3 separate regions of the Macaca mulatta genome follow, and all the other regions are linked to region 2. Evidence: chromatin contacts called from public Hi-C data. All regions are on one chromosome and are shown on one strand. Each heading gives the region's core, a stretch centred on a gene start, on an enhancer-like site or on the middle of the called end of the contact. The rest is flanking DNA. Distances are from core to core; before and after follow the strand shown. Region 1 holds the start of DHX9 (DExH-box helicase 9). Region 2 holds the start of RGS16 (regulator of G protein signaling 16). Region 3 holds the start of NPL (N-acetylneuraminate pyruvate lyase).

Region 1 (4,254 bases), core at 1,065-3,564, 230 kb after region 2:
TAGTTGCCAAGGGCCACCTACAAAGGTAATGCCAGTCCTCGGACCCAAATCCCAGGGGACTCTAGGTCTCAGGTGCAGAGCCTGAATTAACCAACTCAATAACAAAATTCTTAATCCTTGGAAGCTAAAGATCCACTTTTGAAAAATGTATTTCCATATAATATATTGATACTTTTGTTGTGCTCATTATATACTATAAAAGACTTGCAATTCATTTATGCTAGTTGAGTCTCTTTATTTACTTATTTTGAGATGGAGTCTCACTCTGTCACCCAGGCTGGAGTGCAGTGGGACGATCTGAGCTGGCTGCAACCTCCGCCCCCTCCAGGTTCAAGCAATTATCTTGCCTCAGCCTCCCGAGTAGCTGGGATTACAGGCACCCACCACCTTGCCCGGCTAATTTTTGTATTTTTAGTAGAGACGGGGTTTCGCCATGTTGGCCAGGCTGGTCTCGAATTCCTGACCTCAGGTGATCCACATGCCTTGCCCTCCCAAAGTGCTGGGATTACAGGCGTGAACCACCGCACCTGTCCTTGTTGAGGGTTCTTGCATCTATCTTCATCAGGGATACTGGCCTATAGATTTTTTTTTTCTTGTGTCCATATTTAGTTTTGGTATCAGGGTAATGCTAGCCTCACAGGATGAGTTTGAGAAGAATTGGTATTAGTTCTTCTTTAACTGTTTGGTAGAATTCAGCAGTGAAGCAATCAGGGCCTGGGCTTTTATTTGATGGGAGACTTTATATTACTGATTCAATCTCATTACTCATAGTTGGTCTTTTCAGGTTTTCTATTTCTTCTTGGTTCAATTTTGATAAGTTGTATCTGTTCAGGAATTTACCCATTTCCATTTGGTTTCCAATTTGTTGGCATATAGTTGTTCATAACAATCTCTAATGATCCTTTGTATTTCTGTGGTATCGGTTTAATGTCTTCTAGGCCCCTGCTGCTTTCAACACCCTGAAGGGTACAAAAAAAAAAATTAAGGTCTTTCCTTCAGTGATTTTATTCTTAATTAAAGAGAACAATCACATGAAGAAAATGAGTAAATGCTAAACTATGTTGTGCTGATTTTAAGAATGACAGTTTTAAAGGGAGTGATCACTGTGAGCTAGAAGGATTAAGAAAAACATATGGAAACGGGTGAATTATATCCATAGATATAATGAGCCCAGATAATTGATTCATCTGGATTCCCTGGAACAATCCCAGCTGGAAATGTTGTGTATCATTACCTTCATAGGAAGCACTGGAGTTCAAAATTTAACAATGACTAGTATAATAATTAAGGATACAATTATTCCAAAGACTTGGAACACAAAAGTTTATCCAATTTAAACAAAAGCAACCTTGCAGATTTTATTCCTACCTTAAACTAGTTTGCTGAGCACTTACAATGTTCCAGGCACAGCAGAGAGCGACCTGCGTTAGCCAGGCAGAACGCCCGCTTTCACTAAGCTTATTTCTTTCATGGTTTTTTGTTTTTGAGACGGAGCCTCACTCTCTCGCCCAGGCAATGGTGTGATCTCGGTCCACTGCAACCTCCGCCGCCCCCCCAGCCCCCACCCCAGGGTTCAAGCGATTCTCCTGCTTCAGCCTCCTGAGTAGCTGGGATTGCAGGAGCCCGCCCAGCCACCCAAGTAGCTGGGATTGCAGGTGCCCGCCCCCATGCCCGGCTAATTTTTGTATTTTTTTAGTAGAGACGGGGTTTCACCACGTTGGCCAGGCTGGTCTCGAACTCCTGATCTCAAGTGATTCGCCCACCTCGGCCTCCCAAAGTGCTGGGATTGCAGGCACCGCGCCCGGCCAGTTTATTTCTTTCAAGAGACATTGGCGTTGAGACTATCTGAATCAATACAGTAACTACGCCTACTGAACACCTACCACGTGCCAGGTATTGAACTAAGTCCCCCTTCATATGCCATTTCATGTAATTATCTCAACAACCCTACCCAGTTAGCAGCAAGGTTTCCAGTTCTGCCTTCGAAGGGAACCTCCTCTCACCAGACATCCCTATGACAGACCCTACGAAACATTTTGCTGCATCAGAATGCTACAGGTCGTCAAATCCCTAACATGCGCAAAAGCGGGTAGCGGATTATCGCGGGTAGCGGATTATCCAGAGTAGCAGGCCTGGCCCGCTGCCTGCCTGGCGCAGCGCATCTCCCTAGCAACGAAACCCTTCCGCGCCGCGAGGTGGCTGAGCCCCGCCCCCTCTATTGGCGCGCCCTCACCATCCCCCGCCCCCGGCGCGCGTTCTGCGCATGCGTACGCTCGCTAGTCCCGCCCCCTCGCGCCGCGGTCGGAGCCATTTCGCCGATTCCTCCATGCGAGTTGCAGTGCGTTTCTCTGTTGTCTCCGTGGAAGGCCAGAGTCACACACGGTCCTAAGAGCTGGGCACCAGGAAGCGAAGGCTGGTAAGGGAGAGACGTTACGACCATCATGCGGGGCGGCGGGGTCGCGGGCGGGCTGCGTGGACCGTGGCTCCGCAGCCGGCTTTGTTGCGAAGCGCGGGCGGCGGCGGCGGCTGGGGGTGGGGGAAGGGACGAGCCGCCCGCGGGTCCCCGGATTGCGGGTTGCGTGCGCGCCTCGCCGAGGTGCGCTTGCGCTGCCCAGGCCGCCTGTGGCCCCCTCCCCTTCGCCCAGCGGTTCCCGCTGCTGCCTCTAGCAGCCAAGGCCCGCTTCCTCCTCTGGCCTGCGTACGCCGGAGCACCGCGGCGGCTGAGGGAAGAGGGTGCATCGCCTGTGGTGGTTGCCGCCGGGGCGCCACTCACCTAGGGCCTTTCAGTCATTCATTCAAGCCACAAATAACTGGCGCCGTCGTGCAGGCCTTGTGGCTAGAGCAAAAAGAAATTAAAGAATGTAAAGGGAGAGCGCCTTTGGCTAGTATAGCGAGGTGAGGCGTCTCGAAGGAGGGAGGCTTTGAGCTGATCACCTCGGCCGACGCGAAGGAAAAGCAGAGCCTGCAGAAGCGGAAGGGATTAGTTAGCGCCTAACGGCAGAGACTGCGCGGGAGCTGAAAGCAGGCCATGTGACTGGAGTGTGGCGAGAAGGCCTTCAAAGGAGAATGGGTTTTAGGGTGGCAAGAATGGAAACAGAAACCGTATAGGACAGTATTTAGCCGGGTGTGCAGTAGTGGTGGCAGGAGAGATGGGGAGAAACGAATGGATAGGGGACGTATTTTGAAGGAGAAATGCGCAGTGGTGGAAGGTAGTAGATCTGGAGTCAGGCTACGTTTTCTGAAATTCTTGATTTTTTTTTTTTTTTTTTTTTTGGACGGAGTCTCTCTCTGTCGCCAGGCTGGAGTGCAGTGGCGCGATCGCGGCCCACTGCAACCTCCGTCTCCCGGGTTCAAGTGATTCTCCTGCCTCAGCCTCCCTCAGTAGCTGGGACTACAGGCGCGCGCCACCACGCCCAGCTAATTTTTGTATTTTTAGTAGAAACGGGGTTTCATCATGTTGGCCAGGATGATCTCGGTATCTTGACCTCGTGATCCGACTGCCTTGGCCTCCCAAAGTGTTAGGATTCCAGGCGTGAGCCACAGCGCCTGCCCGAATTATTGTTCTTCTAATTAGTAGCTCTGTCTTTCTGAGGCAAGATATTCTTTGTCTCAGTTTCCTTCTCTAAAGGGATAGTGGTCTTACCTATACAAGATTACTAAGGATTAAGTAAAATAGTTCCATTTAGATGATCTATTATGGATATTGTTTGACACACAGTAAGGGTTCTACAAAGGATAACTATGGAGAATCTTCAGGGAGTGGACGACTCTCAACTTGTGCCAGGAGTAACTTGGTGGATGTTGTGCCGTTTATGGAAACCGAAATGTAGGGTAGGGTGTTGGAACAGATTTGAGGGGAAATTTAAAATTCTGTTTTGACTGAGATGCCAAGATAGCATGCAGATGGGTGAGTTAGTGCCACAGTTGGATGCATTTGATTTTGGACTTTAAAGAGAAACGACGGGCCGGGAGCTGTGGCTAACGCCTGTAATCCCAGCACTTTGGGAGGCTGAGGCGGGCGGATCAAGAGGTTAGGAGATCCAGACAACCCCGGCTAACACGGTGAAACCTCGTGTATACTAAAAATATAAAAAATTAGCTGGTCGTGGTGGCGGGCGCCTGTAGTCCCGGCTACTGGGGAGGCTGAGGCAGGAGAATCGCTTGAACCCTGGAGGCGGAGGTTGCAGTGAGCCGAGATCTCGCCACTACAGTCTGCGACTGAATGAGACTCTGTCTCAAAAAAAGAAAAAAAAA
Region 2 (4,258 bases), core at 485-2,984:
CTTGGTGATTGTTGAAGCTGACACCTCAAACTCCTAGTTGGACTTAGGGTAAGCAGTAATGTTTTCTAGAGGACAATTCGGCAACCAGAAATCAAAGCCAGGGACTCCTTTAGTCTTCAGTTAATATCTCTAAGCCTGTCTCTTCTCTGTCCAAAAATTATTTCAATTCCCCTGACTCTCAAAGATTTGTTTTGTACACCTTCCCAAGGACATAAGGGCCTCATAAATAGAGATTACATCTACACATAACTCCAGAGTTTGGTACAGTTGATAGCCAATATGAAAGGGTTTCTAGGCAAGGTGCATGCTAGAGTCATTAATAAAAACCTCAAGTGGCCTTGGACTCTGTCCTAGCCCTGGATGCATGTGCAATGAAACCCCAGGTGGGAGAGTCTGGTTAACTAGGCATTCATGCCCTGTGTGCCCTCATCCGTGGATAGACTTGGAGCCCTGGAGCCACCTACCCACTCACCCATGAGCCAAGTAGTCATAACAGACCAGCAACAAGTCTCACTAAAATCTCTAGGGAGGCGTTGCCAAGATCCACTTAGTGTGTCCTGGCTTCTCCTTATATTTCCCTCCTTCCCGCTCCCTTCCCTCTCGGAGCCCTGAGCTGGTCAGCAACACTTACTTCTCTTTGCCGTGTTTACTGCCCCACTCGAACTTGCCACTACTCCCAGTATCACAGCCCAGCTCTGATTTGTGAAGAAAGATCCCCAGACGTGTCTTGAACTCTTTGGCTCTGAAAAACAAATCAGGAACATGAAAGGATTCTCATTTGCTCAGCCAGTGTGGAGAGGTTTATGTGTCCCAGAAGAGCTCTGGGTGGTGCCACCCAAAGTTTAGCCTCAAGAGTTCCTGGAAACTCTTGGCTGTTCCCAGGACCCAAATTGTGCTTATCAGTATCATCAACCCCAAAGCAACAAAAGCAATGTTTGAGCTATGCCGTGGTAGACCTTACACTTTCTGGGTAATACACACGCTCATATATGGGCTTTTCCCTAAAGTCACACTGATCTCTCTTCGTGCCTGTTGATTCAGAAAAGAACTCAGCATTCTTTTCAGGAGTATTTCTGAACTGTGGGAAACTGATTCCTGCCTTCATCTTTACGTTTTCCTTCCCAGCCAGTAACGACTGGAAGCTGTTGAGTTGCTCTCTGGAATATGGACACACCCTCAACAGTGGGATCCCCCTGCCCCACCACACCCCACAAAAAAAAAAAAAAAAAAAAAAAAATCTCCCTGCCTTCCAGGGGCAGAGGAGGCAATGCCCCTAGCTCTGGTCTGAGGAATGAAAAACAAGTGCTTAAGCAATAGGCAGGCTCAGTTCTGCCTGGAAATGTCAACGTGGCCTTCCTGCAGCCAGGTCTTCAGCAGGTCACCTGAGCACGACTGCAGTTTGTCAGAGGATGGGGATGGCAGCAAGCAGCGGGCCCTTGCTTCCCTTCCCCTTGCTTTCTCCCTGCTCCTGGAATCTAAGCACGTGGCATCAGGTTCGCCTCTACCTCTCTACTTAAGCCTCCAGCGCCCCATCCCCGCGCCCACCCAGGTCCCCAGGCCTGCCGCTCCACTCCCTAAGAGTTGGTGGGACTTCCCGCAAGCAGTTGGACAAGCTCCCCTTACCTCTCCAGGCAGGTGGTGGGGAAGGCGGCCAGGGTACGGCACATGGCTGCGGGCGCGGGGCAGCACGTAGCCGGCAGGATGGTGGCAGGCTCCAGGAGGCTCCGCGAGCGCTAGGAAGCAAAGCGCGGTAGCAGGTGCTAATCAACTGGGGTTGGCTTTAGCAGCCTGCAAGCACCCAGACTTCGCGGCCGCTGCTTTAATCCCCTCGGAGGAACGGGGCTGGGCACTGCTGACCAATCGGAGGGCGGGGCTGGACACTGAGAAGGCGGAGGCGGGGCCCACAGCCAGACTGGGCCGGGCGCAACTTTCGCCGCAGCTGGAGCACGCGGAGCTGCACCCTCCCTCCGGAGGACGCCGCGTGTGGAAGGAGAAGCGGCAAGAGAATTGGCACGGGGATGAGACGTGCACACCCAGTTTCCTAGGGAAAAATACCTGCTGACCTCTAGTAACAACAGAAAACTCACGCAGCGGTGTCGTGTTGCAAGAGATTCCACGGGGCTGGTGGGTCTGAGAGGCACACAGGGCTTTGATCGCAGGTAAGTCTGAGCCTGCTGGGTCCTGAAGGACAGGCGCACAGGGTGCAAACCTGGCAAAACAGTTTCTTTTTTTTTTTTTTTTTTTTTTTTTTGAGACGGAGTCTCGCTCTGTCGCCCAGGCTGGAGTGCAGTGGCCGGATCTCAGCTCACTGTAAGCTCCGCCTCCCGGGTTCACGCCATTCTCCTGCCTCAGTCTCCCGAGTAGCTGGGACTACAGGCGCCCGCCACCTCGCCCGGCTAGTTTTTTATATTTTTTAGTAGAGATGGGGTTTCACCGTGTTAGCCAGGATGGTCTCGATCTCCTGACCTCGTGATCCGCCCGTCTCGGCCTCCCAAAGTGCTGGGATTACAGGCTTGAGCCACCGCGCCCGGCCAACAGTTTCTAATTATACTGATAAGTACCCTTTACGAGGCTCCTACCCCGATGGACATGGGGCTAAGTAAGATCTTCTTCTTCATCATCATCTCCATTTTATAGTTGAAGAAACCGAGAATCAGAAAGCTAAATAAACTTGCTCAAGATCACAGTTGGAGATGACAGACAAATGGGATAGGGATGAGTATTTTATTGAACACCTACTATGTGCCAGTCACATAACTAAGACTCATATTAAATAACTTGCTCAAAGATGTGCAGCTAGTAGGTGTTGGCTCCAAAATTCAAATGTGAATTTACCATTCTTTTTCCATTGCACCCTCCCCGCTCCCCCCTCTCCCCCGCTCCCCCCTCTCCCCCGCTCCCCCCTCTCCCCTGCCCCACACACACCCGCAAAGGTTAGTAATCCAGTCACAGCTATACCTGTGGACGATCCTGGGTTTAGGTAGTTGCTACCTTAGTGTCTATCTCTGAGATAAAGGTAATAAATACCCTGCCTCTCTCCTCACCTTCCCACAAAGGTATTGGGAGTGCTATTAAGAGGCTGCATGTGAGGTTAAGAGTACAGGGTCTAGAGTTAGATTTTCAGGTTTCAAGTCATGGCTCTGCCAGGTGACCTGCTGAAGACCCAGCTGCAGGAAGGCCCCGTTAACTGTTAACTGGCTCTGCCAGTTACTGATGGGAGACTAGGCAAACTGCTTAACCTTTCTATGCCCCCATTTCCTTGTCTCTACGAAGAGAACAACTTATTTCATAAGGTGGTTGTGAGAACTAAAGAAATTAATTCTTAGTTTGAGTTCCTAGGAACCAGACTCAGGTCGACACTTGCATGCAGGAGGTTTACTGGGGAGAGTTATCAGAATTAAGAGGGAGTAAAGGAAGCAGGTCTGGGCAGAGGGAGGAGTTGAAGGCCATGCCATTTCAACAGAGACCCCAGCTGGTTCCAGGGAATGCCCTGAAGCTCAGCTGGCCCTTTGGAACTGTCCACTGAAGCAAGAGGACAAGGCCCTGGTAACCCCATAAAGACCATTCATTGCATACAGCTGCCCAAGAAGACCGCCTAATCTTAAGGCAGTGCCCTTTGTCGATCTATTCCTGGAGAGAGACTAACACCCTGGGAAATGATGGCCACAGTCCCCAAGACGTGATCTGGGTGGCACAGCACAGCATCCGCAAATAAGGTGCTTATATGACAGTGCTCAACATGTAGTCAGCACTCAATAAAATGTTATAATAGCTTTCAGTTTTACTTAATAGGGATACTGGGATTGCTAGCAATAAGGAAAAATAGTGAGTTTTTGGTGCCTCTTGGAATACAGTATAGGTTTTTATTTCATAAGAAGCATCTAAGAGTTGCTATTCCCCAGCAAGGCCTGCTCTATGTTCCTGGAAGTCAATGGTCAGAAAAGAGAAACAAGGGAAGAAGAGGTTCCCCACCTAAGAGGGCTTGGTGAGAAGGTTGAGAAAAGGCAGTAAGGGAAGGAAAGGGAAAAAAACACAAAGAGGGAAGGGGAGACTGTGAGGTCGTGGTTGAGCTCTCTGGAGTAACAGAGGCCAAAATCAGAACACACTGCAGGGTCATTTGTCAATGCAGAGTTGCTGCTGAACCAGGGCCTGTAGAAGCTGACCCAGTTAGTCAAAACATAAGCACTCTGCAGAGGTTTTTTGTTTCTGTTTTTTTCAGAGAGGTGATCTTGCTATGTTGTTCAGGCTGGTCTTGAAC
Region 3 (4,336 bases), core at 1,460-3,959, 180 kb after region 2:
TTTCTCCTTAAGAACCCAGTAGGCATTCACTAAAGGGCTAAGCCAAAACATAGCTGAGCATGGCCTCACTATGCTGCCCCCTCCTGGGTTCCCAAAGGTCCTCTAAAACCAAGCTTATGCACAGGACTTTTCCCTTCTCAAGAGATGTCCCTCTCCTAGTTAGCACTCACACTTAGAAGATAAACCCTAAAGGTCAAGGGTTTTTGTCCCAGGGCCAGCAATCAGTTCAACTTCTATTCATGGCCTGTTCCCTTCTCTGAAGACCTCTGAACTCTGATGAAAAAATAAACCCTACCTTTTCCATCAGCCCCATTGACACACCCATACAAGCCAGAATTTCCAGAAGTGACTCTCATACCTGGTTATGTGTTCTTCACAGTGAATGGAACAGACTCTTGCTCACCTGTGGACAGACCTTTTACTGGACCACAATAGGTAACAACACTTCAAGATCCAAATTAGGTCTCCTTCCTTCATAAGTGTTCCCCAATTTAGCAGTGTTTCAGCTGTTGAAAATCCGTTTTCTCTTTTCTGGTAAGTATATCCTTACCAGAAGATAAGGGGAAACTTTCTGGGTCCCACCCCTCACCCTCAGTCAGTTCAGGAGCCTGTGATGGGGGCATCACCTCCAGCTCCAAGGATAGAACAAATGACTGTTCTGACGAATTTCATTGCACCGTATCTCCCAAACACTTTCCCCTGCACTGGTGGATTTCAAATTTGAATTGTAGCAAACAAAAGTTGATGCAAAACCTGACATACATTTGTTTTAAATAAAGGAGAGTTGATGGTAGTAATATTTCCAAATCTCACCCTCTTGGCCTGCACATGGATAGACACTATGTCCTACACTGTGGGAAAAACAAGGAATAGGACATGATGCCTGCCTCGAACACCTTGCAGTGGAGTTGGGGGCAAGAAATAAAAGCACGAAAAGTAATGATGATTAAATAATACTATATAATAATAGAAGAAATCTCACAGAGCCTGCCACTTATCAGAAGAGGGTTAGAGGCCTGCAGCTCAGCACTGAGCCTTTTGATGCCTCTCTTCTAAGCCCTACTCATTGTCTGATATTTACCTTGGCTGTGACCTTCCCCAGTAAGACGTTTCTGGAACACCCTCCTGCCTCATCTCACACACACACACACACACACACACACACACACACACACACCCCACCCCTTTCAGCCCAGATTAGAGCTCAGAGTTCCTGTAATATCTCTGTACGGGTCTATCACTGCATTTACCATATTTTAAGAGAACGATATCTCCCCGACACTTCACAGTATAGGCTCTGAGTTTCATAAGGGCACAGAGTGGATACTCTAAGAATGCAGTGAGATTCTCCCTACTCCATGCTCCTTTCTTCCATCTTTCGTTCACGGATGTCAGCCCTACATCAGTCTGCAGGATGTTCCTGTCTGCTCCAACTCCCTCCCCCAGTAAGTCTCTCACACATCTAATCCCATCTTAGCATCTGCTTCTTGGCAAACACTAACAAATTATTATAAGGAATTACCTTGCACTACCATATTTATACAAAAAAGCAGTTTGTTCATGCATTTAGAATATTGGTTTGTTGGTTGACAATGTTAAGCCTAATGACCTATACCTTTTGGGTACTGACACACTTAATTTTGCACTTATTAAAGTGTGACTTTCCAAAAACAAACAAAAAAAACTTTCATTGTATCATTAGGATATGGTATAAGACTTGTTAACATTACAAAAAAAAAAAAACCAAAACCAAAAACCATGCTGTAGCCTTAGGAGAACTTGCTTCATGTATCTAAGGGTTTTTCTTTTTCTTTCCTTTTTGTATTTATTTATTTTTTTCCTGCAGGATAACATAGTGTTAAAAGCACAAGCTTCTGGACTACTTGAAATCAAACCACAGCTTAATCAGCTCTATGGCCTTTGGCAAATTACTTCAACTCTTTAAACCTGTTTCTGATCTGTAACATGGAATGATCCTTGCTCATCTGTAACATATACATTTATAAAACAGGACCCACCAATGGGGTTATTTTAGGAATTAAATTTTAAAACGGCTAGAATGGTGCAGGCTGAGTAAGCACTGAACACAGTACTTATTAGCTATTATCTCTGGTGCTCTGTGCCATGCAAGAACTATTAGAATACATTTAAAAGCATTTTGCAAACTGGAAAGCCCTTTTAACAATTTAGTTTCTCTAAATGTAATAATAAGCATCAGCCATCTCCTTTTACGGAAAATTGAGGTGGAATCACATCAGCAAGAGAAGACTGAGGACTTGTCTCTGGCTCTGTTCCTGATTTATTAACACAGTACATGATCCTAGAATAACAGACTCCTGATATTCCTGAAAGTAGAGGCGGTTGGGTTAAAAATACTTTTCCCTTTCAAAACTCTTTCAAATATTCTCCAAAGGAAGCCAGAAAAGCTCCTGTATGAGTAGATAATTCACTTTAAAATTCGCTCATCAATCCTTAACACGAGAGTCTGCAGGGCTGGTGCAGCGGCGTCAGCCGGAAGAGAGCTGAACGCCGATGGGCAGTTGGGGTGTCTCCGCACGCCTCGGAAACAGCGGCCCAAACCTCACAACGCAGAACCACGAGATAGCGGGGATTGCAGAGCCCTGCGCAAAAGAAGGAAAATTAAGACGCAGCGGAGCCCAGGAGGTGTCCGCACGCGGGAAGGACTGGCCTGCAGACGAGGCAGGGAGAGGTTTGCACTCAGCGTGGCGCGGGTAAGCGGCGTGCTCTCGGGCACCCGGCTGCCAGTTCGGATGCTCGCGATCCTCGGAGAGCCGGGGAGCTGCGCCGGAGTCACTTCAGCCTACGTTGTTCAGGTGACACCGGGTAAGAGCAGACTCCGGGTGTGCAAAACGTTTCGGGGTTTCGGGGCTTCGGGGCCGGCGGTTCCGGGCGCGCCTCGCGGGCGGCGGCGCAGAACTACAACCCCCAGGCTCCCTGGCGTGGCGGCACGTGGGCCCGGGACGGGAGGCAGCGGATATAAAGCGCGGCGGCCCCTGCGTGGCGGAGCGGCGGCACGGACGGAGCGGAGGCCTGGTGGGGGGGGCGCGGCCCGCGACTGCGCGGGCGAGGACCGACGGACGCAGACGGCCAGACAACCTGGGCGTTTCGGTGGAGGGGCGCCGGGGCCTGACTCGCGGGTGGGTGAGACGGTGGCGGACTCGGAGGAAAGGGGGAAGGCAGATACGCTAGGAAACAGAGCTGGGAAAGGTGTGAATGCGAGAAGTGTCGGGATAGACCAGGGCAGAAGGACCCACCTCCCCGGATTGTTTGCAGACAGCATATCTGCCGGGTATCCGAAGGTCCTTTCCTCAAAAATAGAGTTAGCAATTGAGCGGAAGGGAGCTTAAAGTTAAATCTGATACATCCCCCCTTCACTTTAGGAGAAATTAATGGTTTTCTGCTTTTAAAAAAAATCCCTATTTGTATTTCCTCTTCTCTGAGTACCTGTCGCTTAAGATATTCTCTGCCGGGAGGTATATTCTACCCCCACTTTCTGTCTCTTGAAAAAACAACTTTGCCATTTGAAAAATAATTTGACTTAGGCAGCTTTAATTCTTTGCACTAAGTGTTCTTATCTGTGGATGGAGGTATAAGATTTCAAGAGTAATACCCCCTCCCAATGTTTCAATAATAATATTCTAAATTCACGTTAAGCCTTAGGCTGGAGAACATTTGAACCATTCTCTTTAGCTACTAGCTCTGAAAACTTCAAAGCATAACATTCCCAAGTTTATCTAAAACTTGAATCTTAAAAATATTGGTAATTCTGTGTTACGCTTCAAAGTATAACATTCCCAAGTTTATTAAAAACTTGAATCTTAAAAATACCATTCTCTGGTAAAGACTTTTTTTTGTTGTTTTTGCTTTTGTTGTTTAAAGACAGAGTCTCACTCTTGTCGCCCAGGCTGGAGTGCAGTGGCACGATCTCGGCTCACTGCAACCGCCACCTCCCGGGTTCATGCGATTTTCCTGCCTCAGCCTCCTGAGTAACTGGGACTACAGGCGCGCACCACCACGCCCAGCTAATTTTGTATTTTTAGTGGAGACGGGGTTTGGCCATGTTGGCCAGGCTGGTCTGGAACTCCTGACCTCAGGTGGTCTGCCTGCCCCGGCCTCCCAAATTGCTGGGATTACAGGAGTGAGCCCTCACACCGGCCAAAGTCGTTTTTGTCCCATTTCTTCTTGTAGGCATTTCACAGTTTGCAAAGGCAGCAAACTTTTACTTGTTTAGTGTATTTGCTCTGTGCAAAGAAATTTTCGAAGCTGTCATTGCCCCCAGATGGCAGACAGTCTAGGAGAGGAGCCGAAACCACCC

Evidence for each region. Hi-C and Micro-C count contacts between places; a contact is called where the count stands out from the background.
Region 1: a Hi-C map of fetal cortex germinal zone shows a contact between it and region 2, with 2.7 times the contacts expected there. The contact joins the promoter of DHX9 here to the promoter of RGS16 in region 2. A contact is called at or near these places in 2 of 14 Hi-C or Micro-C datasets (CD4 T cells and fetal cortex germinal zone).
Region 3: a Hi-C map of fetal cortical plate shows a contact between it and region 2, with 6 times the contacts expected there. The contact joins the promoter of NPL here to the promoter of RGS16 in region 2. A contact is called at or near these places in 11 of 14 Hi-C or Micro-C datasets (CD4 T cells, blood, cortical neurons and 6 more).

Annotation. Positions count from the first base shown.
Region 1 is chr1:40,299,353-40,303,606 of T2T-MMU8v2.0, forward strand. DHX9 (DExH-box helicase 9) reads left to right here and starts at 2,315. Exons shown (of 28, transcript NM_001266188.1): 1 at 2,315-2,416.
Region 2 is chr1:40,067,495-40,071,752 of T2T-MMU8v2.0, forward strand. RGS16 (regulator of G protein signaling 16) reads right to left here and starts at 1,735. Exons shown (of 5, transcript XM_001114540.5): 1 at 1,624-1,735; 2 at 632-742. The coding sequence starts at 1,667. LOC144340694 (a long non-coding RNA gene) reads left to right here and starts at 1,871. Exons shown (of 3, transcript XR_013416942.1): 1 at 1,871-2,159; 2 at 4,220-4,258.
Region 3 is chr1:40,251,203-40,255,538 of T2T-MMU8v2.0, forward strand. NPL (N-acetylneuraminate pyruvate lyase) reads left to right here and starts at 2,710. Exons shown (of 12, transcript XM_078001179.1): 1 at 2,710-2,844. It overlaps LOC106994595 (a long non-coding RNA gene), which reads right to left and starts at 2,941. Exons shown (of 4, transcript XR_001441204.3): 1 at 2,690-2,941.